Linked DNA regions of Pan troglodytes: region 1 is linked to region 2. The links are chromatin contacts, called in public capture Hi-C maps. All regions are on one chromosome and are shown on one strand. Each heading gives the region's core, a stretch centred on a gene start, on an enhancer-like site or on the middle of the called end of the contact. The rest is flanking DNA. Distances are from core to core; before and after follow the strand shown.

Region 1 (4,725 bases), core at 924-3,423, 100 kb before region 2:
GAACAAAAGCCAAGGGCAAAACATTCATGTTTCTTTGTGCCCGCTTGACTGTGGAGTTTTGGCTTCGTGTGAAAGGTGATTCTTAGAATCCTGAGCTGTGGTGGCTTCAGTCCTGCCCCTGCACCTGACCTGGGGAGGGACCCTGAGCAAGTCCCTCTTGAGTCTGTTTCCTCATTTGTACAGAGGCTATGATGAGCAGCAGTACCAGCCCCATCAGGTTGTTGTGGAGAGCAAGGAAGTGCATTAGTAGAAGCCACCTGGCCTGCGGGAGGCTGTGTACACTTGGCCCCTCCTCGTACTTCTTCTGTGTGGCTGACAGTCTCAGTTTGCCAGTCTTGGCAGTCAGGTCAGAAAGGGATGAGGTGAAGAAGCTGGCTGACCATGCTGTATTCCCACGAGGCATTGAGAAAACTGTGGACTGTGCTGCTGCCTTAGCAGGGAAGGGAAGAGGGAGGGGTGGCTGGTCAGCTTCAGATAGGGGCACCTACCACACCCCTTCCTGCTGGGCTGATGGTCTGGGTGAGTGGACACATGGATGGACTTCACAAGAAGCCTTTGTTCTCAGTGGGTGGTCCATCCTTCCTTCTAAAATCGGGAGGATGGCTGCCCCCTTGATCCCATTGATCAGCATCAAGCTGATGTCTCTCTCCCTCCCTTCTTTTTCTTCCCAGTTTCCAGAATACAGATCACAGAGGGCTGGAGGGATGATTAGCTCGAAAATCTAGACCTGTCCAAGGGGCTTCTCCCTTTCCTTGAGCTCTCTGGACACTGCAGAGGACCCATGGCCATGGAACCCTGAAGAAGCATGTCTGGCCGCCTCTGAGCTCCTCCCACCCTCCTCCAGGAACCTCCACATCTCCAAAAATCTCCCTGTTGACTCAGTGCCTCCTCGGCTTCCTTGGAAGCCCAGAGGGACTACGATCTGATGGCCTCTAGGTGTTGTTTTGTGCAATATACAGCCCCAGGTAGGGAGGGGAGAGTATGAGGAGGGTGACTGGCAGCTTCTCCTCCAGACTCCTAGCCCCGAGGTGCTGATGGAGATGCTCAAGGCCAGCAAGCCCCTCAGGCCAGCACTTCGCTTGCAGAAGCCATCCATTCACTCCTGGGGTGCAGGGCACGCAAGAGAGCTTCCCATTGCTTCTGCTCTCCTCAGAGGTCCCGGGCTGGATGGAGGCTGGTACTTACCCACCCCTTTTAGCTTTTAGGGATTAAGGAAGGGTCAAGCCAGCCACTGCTGTGGCCCTGCCCAGGGCTTGGTTGAGGGAACGGCTTCTGGCTGTATGGCTGCATGTGACAAGCCACGTCCCCTCCCACCTCTCCCCAAACCCCTGCATCCCTGTATTCACACGGGTCACTCTGACTCAGACAGGTACTATTCGTAGGCAGTGTAGACAGCAGGAGGAGCACCAGGCTTGGGCTTCCTCTGAGCTGTGATGCCAAAGGTTGCGACTCCTGACTCTGGATAATTTTTAGTTGCTCTTTGTTTTCTCTGCCGCACTTTCCTGGTGCCCCACGCTTTTCTCTCTTCCTTCCCCTCTCATTCTCCCTCTAATGTGTGGTGCTTTGGTGAGCAAACCCTCAGCAGTCCTGACCTTCGGGTGACCAGGTGCTTGTGACCTACAAGTCAGAGTCCTCTCTCACAGTCGGCCACTGGATTTCCCTCACTGGCTCTCAGGAGTGTGACCAGAGTAGACTTGGGGCATGCCCACTGGGGTCATATGTTTATTTTTCATTGTGTTTTGTGACCTCAGCAGGGTGGGGGTCTTCCTCCTTACTCTGAGCTAAATCTAGGTGAGGTCCCCCCTTAGGGAGCCCAGCTATTTACAAAGTACACACGAGGGAGCCAGCCTGCCCTAGTGGCTGGTCATTGACCTCGGGCTGGACCGTTGCCCTCTGAGCAGAGAACAGACCCATTTCTAGGAGCTGCCCGAGATCACTGGAGAAGGCAGCCAGCAACAGCTGCACTGGAACAGTCAGAGCTGGGAGCCTCTTCCTCAACCCAGCTTTTTGTCATTCACTTCCTTTTGTTCTCTCTCTGGTCACTGCCCTTACCTGACCCTCACAGAAAGAGAGCTCTGAGCAGGTGAGGGGGTCTGCGGTGGCTCCTGTCTTCCCTGCAGCAGGGAAGGATGGCCATGTGGTGCTTTGCTAGATAGGACGGTTTTTGCAAAGCACCTGGAGATGTTTTCTGGGAGATAGACTCCCACTCCACAAAGGTGCTGGGTGGCTCTCCGGACAGGAGCTGGCCTGACTCTCACTCCTCTGAGGCTTTCCTGGGGCCTCCTCCCATCCTGCCATGAGCAATTGTTCGCTCTTGAAAACCTCACTGCAAGGCTGAGGCTGAGCTTCTGATTCACCACCCCAGGGCCTCCTTATAGTTCTCTGCACACAATAGGTGCTTCTTGGATGTTCTTGGGTTTGGAAATAAGTGGAAAATACGGGATGTACCCCTGGGGGAAAAGCCTGGGTTGGGTTTAGAAAGATCTCAGGAAAATGAGTTTCTCTTCCCTCAGGGTGGCTGTGATACAGGTTCCCCATGTCCTTGCCGTGGGTCATCCTTGCTGTGGGTCATCCTTGCTGTGGAGATCCATTCCCCACCTTTCCTGTGGCCCAACCTTTTATTTAAATGTGCTACCCTCTGCCTCAAGGCTTGGTTCCTGGAAAGTAAAGGTGAAAACATCCCCTTTCACCCCTCTGCAAAACAAACAAGCAACATCCTCAAAACCCAACCCCATGCCTCACAGAGCTTCCTGTGGCTTCTCCAGCCTTTCTCCCTCACATCAGGAGGTAGATAGCTCTGAAGTGACAGCGCCACAGCCATAGTGACTGCATGAGCCATCTGAACCTGCAGTCCACCCTCCCTGGAACCACACCAGAAAGAGACCTGGGTTGTTGTTTTCTTGCTTTTTGTTTTGTTTTGTTTTATTATTTTCATATCACCTCCATCCCATCAAGTTGTACTGTGAACTGGAAGATGGTGGAATGTTTTGGAATTTGATAGACTTTTGGCAACCAGTTCTACTAATGCTTCACTCCTGGCTTTGTTCAGGGAGGCTGCCCAGGAGGAAGACTGGCCATTATGCATCCCCTTTTCTTTCCAGTGCCCAGTATGCTGTTTTGAGGTGTCAAATACAAATAAATCTGGGCTTAGGGAAGGAGAGACCTTATTCCAAAGCATGATTGCAGAAGGGGAAAGGGAATATTGCAAAAGGGAGAGGAAGGGGCCTTATGGGAATAGTGAAAAGGCTCAGACCGACCGATGGCAAGATCTGCAAGCGTCTCAAAGCCCAGGCAGAAAAGGACTTTTCTTTTATTGGAAGAAGTAAACATAGCTAGAAAGAACCACGTTCAGGGAATGACTTTGTGCCCAGCCTTTTTTTTTTTTTTTTTTCCAGGGGAGGGGCTGTTTGCTGGCTCAGGCTGAGGGTGGCCCAAAGTCCAGGGTCTGGTGGGGAGGAGGGAAGCTTAACTCAAGTTTGGGTTAGTGAGTTAGCAAGCTCTTTGTGCAGATGGGGATGTAGGTAAATCTTTTTGAAAGTGAAATTAACCTCCTGCCAATTTTACAACCCAAGAATTTTTTTTTAAGGGCCTTGGAGCCATCTCTAAAACAAACCTCAAGGGATTTAGTGCCCTGTCTCCCTGTCTCTAGAAGCCTTAGCCTGGGCACCTGGCTCAATCTTGTAACTGCCTGCTAGCCATAGATTCCTTTCAGCCTTGCTGACTTCTCCCTATAAAAGTAAAGCCCTTTTCTGCCCCAGCTCTGAGACACTTGCAGATCTTAAGGTCTGAGACTTGCTGATTTTCTGGTTGGAGTGTTTTTTTGTATTGCCATAGTCCCTTCCCCCTGAAGCAATAGCCCCTCCCCACCTCCTGCAATACCCCTTTCCAATAAAGTCTCTCCCTGCCTACTTCCTAATTTATTCTTATTTGACAGAAGGTATGGAAGACTTGCAATTTGAAAACTGGGGACCAGTTCCAAAGTCAGTAATTGTGTTAACCACGTGTATAACAGCTGTGCTGGACACCCAAGAAAGCCATGGGAACGCCAACTGGAAAGGTCCCCTTCCCGAGGGGAGCCTGTGAAGGAGAGGTTCTGTAGAATCCAAGCCCACATTTCCAAAGTCACCCCCAACGCGTCCTCTCACACCGTCCACTGTGCGTTTGTATGTGTCTGGGATCCAGGGCAATGTGAATTTTCTTTTTATTTGGGAGATTGTTCACGGAAAACAGATCTTCTTCTCTCTTGTCCACCTATTAATTGTTTACAATATTTGTACATCTATGCAAAATACTTGAATGGGCCATGGTGCCTTTTTTCCTTGTTAGTATTTAATTAAAAATGAATTGTTTGTCATTTGCAATGTTATCTGGTTTGGCAGCTCTTTATTGTGTGTTTGTTGTAATGTCCTACTGCTCAGATTAGATAGGATTCATGACGTGGACTTCAGAAAGAGTTCCCACAAGGATGGTCAGTTCAGCCTATAAAGCCATCATGGTGGACCCTGAGCCACAGCAAAGCCTATGTTTTCCTATGACCAGTAGAGGGGGCTGTTTGTCTTTACACCTGGACGCAGGCTGCTTATTAAAGGCCTGAATGATCCTGAGATTCTTTGATATGTTTTTTCTCATCCTACACTACTGCATATAGAAGACAGCTGAGAGCCTCTGCTCACCTCCTCATCTTATTAAGGCAAGGGATCATACTTTAAAGAGGGGAGACACTTG
Region 2 (4,136 bases), core at 828-3,327:
GTTTGAATTTTAAGTATAACAAGAATCTGCCTGTTAGTTTTAAGCTGGAGAGTATACAATTTATCATGTATGAAGACCCCTTTGCTGTTAATGTTAAGGCATGACCCTCTCTCGGCTCAAGCGTGGAAAGGCGGTGACCCTCAGTGGAGCTGGGTTTGAGACATTTCTCTTAAACAGAGCATAGGGAGAAGGCATTCTTTGTGTGTGTATTTGTGTGTGTGTGTGTGTTTCTCTGTTAGTATTCCTGAAGCAGAAGGTAAGCCTTCCCACCACGGCCAATGGGAGGAGGGTGGCTGCCAGAGGTGTTCTCTTAGGGCCTCTCACTGGCCTCTAATTTGGACTGGCCAGCTTCCCTGGCTTCATTTGCCTTTCTTGGATCTTAAACTGGTATTTCCTCATGGTAAATCAAATAGGCGGTCAGCCTGTAAGTCACAGCCAAGTTCGATGCTAGCAAATGCGTCTATAAATTTTTTTAATGAGGCCAGATGTAGCTCCGGGATATATGTTACCAAGAATAAATCTTACCAACTAGCAGAGTAGCTGGAAAAGACAAAAACCCTCATGACTTTCCTCCTCCTCATATGTCACGACCTTGTCTGGTTTAACCCCTTTCCTTCTTAACTTTCTGATCCCCTGTTGAGGTTTTATGTCCCCTGCTTCAACTTCATATTAGGAAAGATTCTAGACACATAAAATATTTGAAGGAATAATGAATATCCTTATACCCTTGATGTACAGTCAAAATGAACATTTTGTCATATTTGCTTTAACTTTACTGAGTCATTTGAGAGTAAATGGAAGACATTGAGTCACTTCAGCCTTAAATACCTAAGCATGCAACTCCTAAAAACAAGGACATCCTCCTGTGCAACCTCAGAATTGTGATCCCCTAAATTTAAAATGTTCTTAATATGATACACGATGTCGTCTAGACTAAAATTTCCTTAATTGTTCTTAAAATGTTTCTTTTATAGCTTTTTTGTGGAACCAGGATGTAACCATGATGAGTTTTCCAAAGTGTGAATAATATGCAATTGCTATACAAAAACAACGAACTTCAACAATCCCTCCTTGGAGAACTCCCAGGAGCTTGTGCTTCTGCAGAAGTTTCTCTCTGGGAGGAATTAATGAGTAAAAGTTATGATTCAGTAATTTTGCATGTACCAAGTGTCATGCTAATGTTTATTATTCCCACTATATGATAACTACAAGAGAAATAATCATTAGGTGATTAAGAACCGCAGTCTGTCTACTGTAAAATTGCTGTGTTGACAGTAAAAGCAAAAAAGGTTTTTAGGGTCAGGATGCAAAAATATTTTACTGTAAGGAACTCACATCAGAATTCAAGGGATTCATGTTTTATTTTCGCATTACTTTCTGTCTTAATTTTCTTTTTGTATTATAGTTAATTTAAAACTGATGGACCATCAGTTTTAAAACTGAGGGATTCCATCAACTATCAAAAACCTTAAGTGTTCCCAACTCACTTAGTCTATGAGGCTAACTGGAGACTTGATTTCTCTTGGCTACAGGCTACCATAAAGATTCCGTGTACATATTTTAAAAAGATTCAATATGATCCTAAGAATGTCAGATTTATGCAGAATGGCATTAGACTCTACCTTTAGGGTTCTGTTCACAGCTGAGTGAAAAACTACCATTTTTAGCTGATTTCCTAAAGAGCACCATCAAATCAGTATTTTCTTAACCTTTAACTCTGATTTCTGAGGCAACAAAAAGACAAATAACACTAATGCATTATGTTTTTGTATGGAGAAAGGAGCTGGAAATGGGAGGTCCAGGCACCCCACAGGGATCGCTGCTTGGATTTTCTGGCAGGAGGGGGATGGGGAGCTGGGCCCTAACCAGAGAGCTTAGTGTTCTAAACATTCCCTTACATGGAGGCACATAATGTGTTTCCCGCATACTGATGTTAAGCCCCAAGGATACAGAGCCTGTGAAGCAGGCAAGAAATTAGGCTTCCCATTTGCACCAGGACCCTCTCCCCTTGCACAGAATGTACAAGCCACAGCTTCCAGCCCTCATTTGGGACTCCAGGTGCAGTGGAAAGCCCAACCGAGAGACGCTGCCTCTGCTCCTGTTCCGCTGGTCCCTCACTTCCAGCAGCTCTTCATAGCCCTTGCTAAATCTATCAGTAATTTAATCTTACCTGATTCTGTGTGTGATCTTTTCCTGTCAATCTATGCCTTGCTTGAATAGTGCTGTATATTACTATGTTTCACCTCCAACCCCTTCCTCAGTCCCCTGAATTGTCAAGGGGATAATAGAATTATTATTCTGGATCGGAATCATGTCTGGTCAACTGGAAAAGATCTATAGCCAGGAAACTGTGGCCTAGAAAGTGGGCTTTCTCTTCCCTCAAGTATATGCCAATGTCTTCCAAGGTTAGCATTTCCTAAAGTGGAAATTGGGCATACAAGGAAATGTGATTTAATCATAGTGAGCCACACAGTGAGCAAGTTCTTTCCTTTTTCAGTTTCCTATCAATCTTTCTGACAACCTTAATGAGAAAGTCTCCATTTGAAACCAGCACATGTTAGCACCTAATATTTACTAATCTTGTTTTTATCAAAGAGGGAGTAGGGCTTGTGTTCAGAGATCTGGGCAGGCAGCAGCTGGAATTATATGACTTTGTTGTATTTTGATTGATTGAATGTATTATTCTGGTTGCTTTCTAATGATGGCAAGAGATGATTTTTTTAAATGGAAGTGATAGTTTCCTTTTAAAATTAAGTTTCAGTAAAAAGATTATGTAAATAACAAAACCAGTGATCTGCAGATGTGGCAAGAACTGTGACAACTAAGCATCAATGTCAAGAGTCTGGCAGCTCTAGTCCAAGAAAATGCTTCTAGATCAGAGATCCTCCACTCTGGCTGCCCATCAGAGTCAAGTGTGGAGCTTTTAAAACATCTGGGTCTGGCCAGGCGTGGTAGCTCATGCCTGTAATCCCAGCACTTTGGGAGGCTGAGGCGCATGGATCACGAGGTCAGGAGTTCAAGACCAGCCTGGCCAACAGGGTGAAACCTGGTCTCTACTAAAAATACAAAAATTATCCAGGCATGGTGGCAGGTGCCTCTTATCCCAGCTACTCGGGAGGCTGAGGCAGAGAACTGCTTGAACCCAGGAAGTGGAGGTTGCAGTGAGCCGAGATCGTGCCACTGCACTCCAGCCTGGGTGACAGAGCAAGACTCCGTCTTAAAAAAAAAAAAAAAAGAAAACTAGGTCCATTCTCAAGGATTTTGTTTTCCTTGTGACAGGCCTCTGAGATCAGAATTTTTAAGCAGATTTCCAAGTGATTTAAATGAGCAGCCATAGTTGAGACCATTGCACTAACCTGCACTGCCTCCCTGGTGCTTGGCGATGTCCATTGTAGAATAATACTCAGTAGCGCAAACTGTAATATGACCCTGCCCACTGGGGGTGTCCTCAAAGAAAAGTCATTGATACAGAACTACATAACCAAGGCTCTGATTTCTTGGCAGTTACTGGTAAGGCTCACAAAATAAGCAAAAATTGAGCTGGCTTTGGATGAAGGTGATGGATTGCCTCTGTCTCAAATGGTGGTATCTTGAGGATTTTAGAGGATAAACATTACACCACGACGAAGCTGAAATGTCCCTCCCCTGATTTATGGTTAATGAGCCTTGTGTTAGGTGCTGAGGATACACTAATGACCTTTACCTGGGAAATCTTTCCTATTACCTCTATCTCCTGTTTCTATGGATCAGTTCTTGTTTTATGCCATTTTTCACTCTATTTTGTATCTAAGCTGAGGGTCTCTGACTATAAATTTTCATCAGTAAAATTCTAAACAAAACATCAACTGATAAATGTTTATCAATCAAATCTATATAGTTGCTATTGTTAAATGGTGTGTTAATAGTTAAAAGCTTTGGGAATGGCCGGGCGCGGTGGCTCATGCCTATAATCCTAGCACTTTGGGAAGCCAAGGCAGGTGGATCACTTGAGGTCAGAAGTTAGAACCAGCCTGGCCGATATGGTGAAACCCTGTCTCTACTAAAAATACAAAAACTAGCCAAGCATAGTGGCACATGCTTGTGATCCCAGCTACTTGGGAGGCTGAGGGATGAGAATCGCTTGAACCCAGGAGGTG

Evidence for each region. Capture Hi-C pulls out chosen DNA fragments and counts their contacts.
Region 1: a contact with region 2 is called in a capture Hi-C map of stem cell-derived neural stem cells, with 3 times the contacts expected there. The contact joins two enhancer-like sites. A contact is called at or near these places in 3 of 7 Hi-C or Micro-C datasets (induced pluripotent stem cells and stem cell-derived neural progenitor cells) and 1 of 1 other capture datasets (stem cell-derived neural stem cells).

The regions. Positions count from the first base shown.
Region 1 is chr4:155,162,194-155,166,918 of NHGRI_mPanTro3-v2.0_pri, reverse strand. ADAM19 (ADAM metallopeptidase domain 19) reads left to right here. Exons shown (of 22, transcript XM_016954120.4): 22 at 672-4,366. The coding sequence ends at 725. Among named protein-coding and RNA genes, the nearest start is that of NIPAL4, 19 kb to the right of the region's middle. Within about 2 kb of position 2,173, at least 2 of the 24 cell types and tissues checked have an H3K27ac peak or open chromatin away from gene starts, as enhancers often do. A contact at or near this core is called in stem cell-derived neural stem cells, where this site is marked.
Region 2 is chr4:155,058,657-155,062,792 of NHGRI_mPanTro3-v2.0_pri, reverse strand. The region is part of intron 26 of CYFIP2 (cytoplasmic FMR1 interacting protein 2); the gene reads right to left. Among named protein-coding and RNA genes, the nearest start is that of FNDC9, 25 kb to the right of the region's middle. Within about 2 kb of position 2,077, at least 2 of the 24 cell types and tissues checked have an H3K27ac peak or open chromatin away from gene starts, as enhancers often do. A contact at or near this core is called in stem cell-derived neural stem cells, where this site is marked.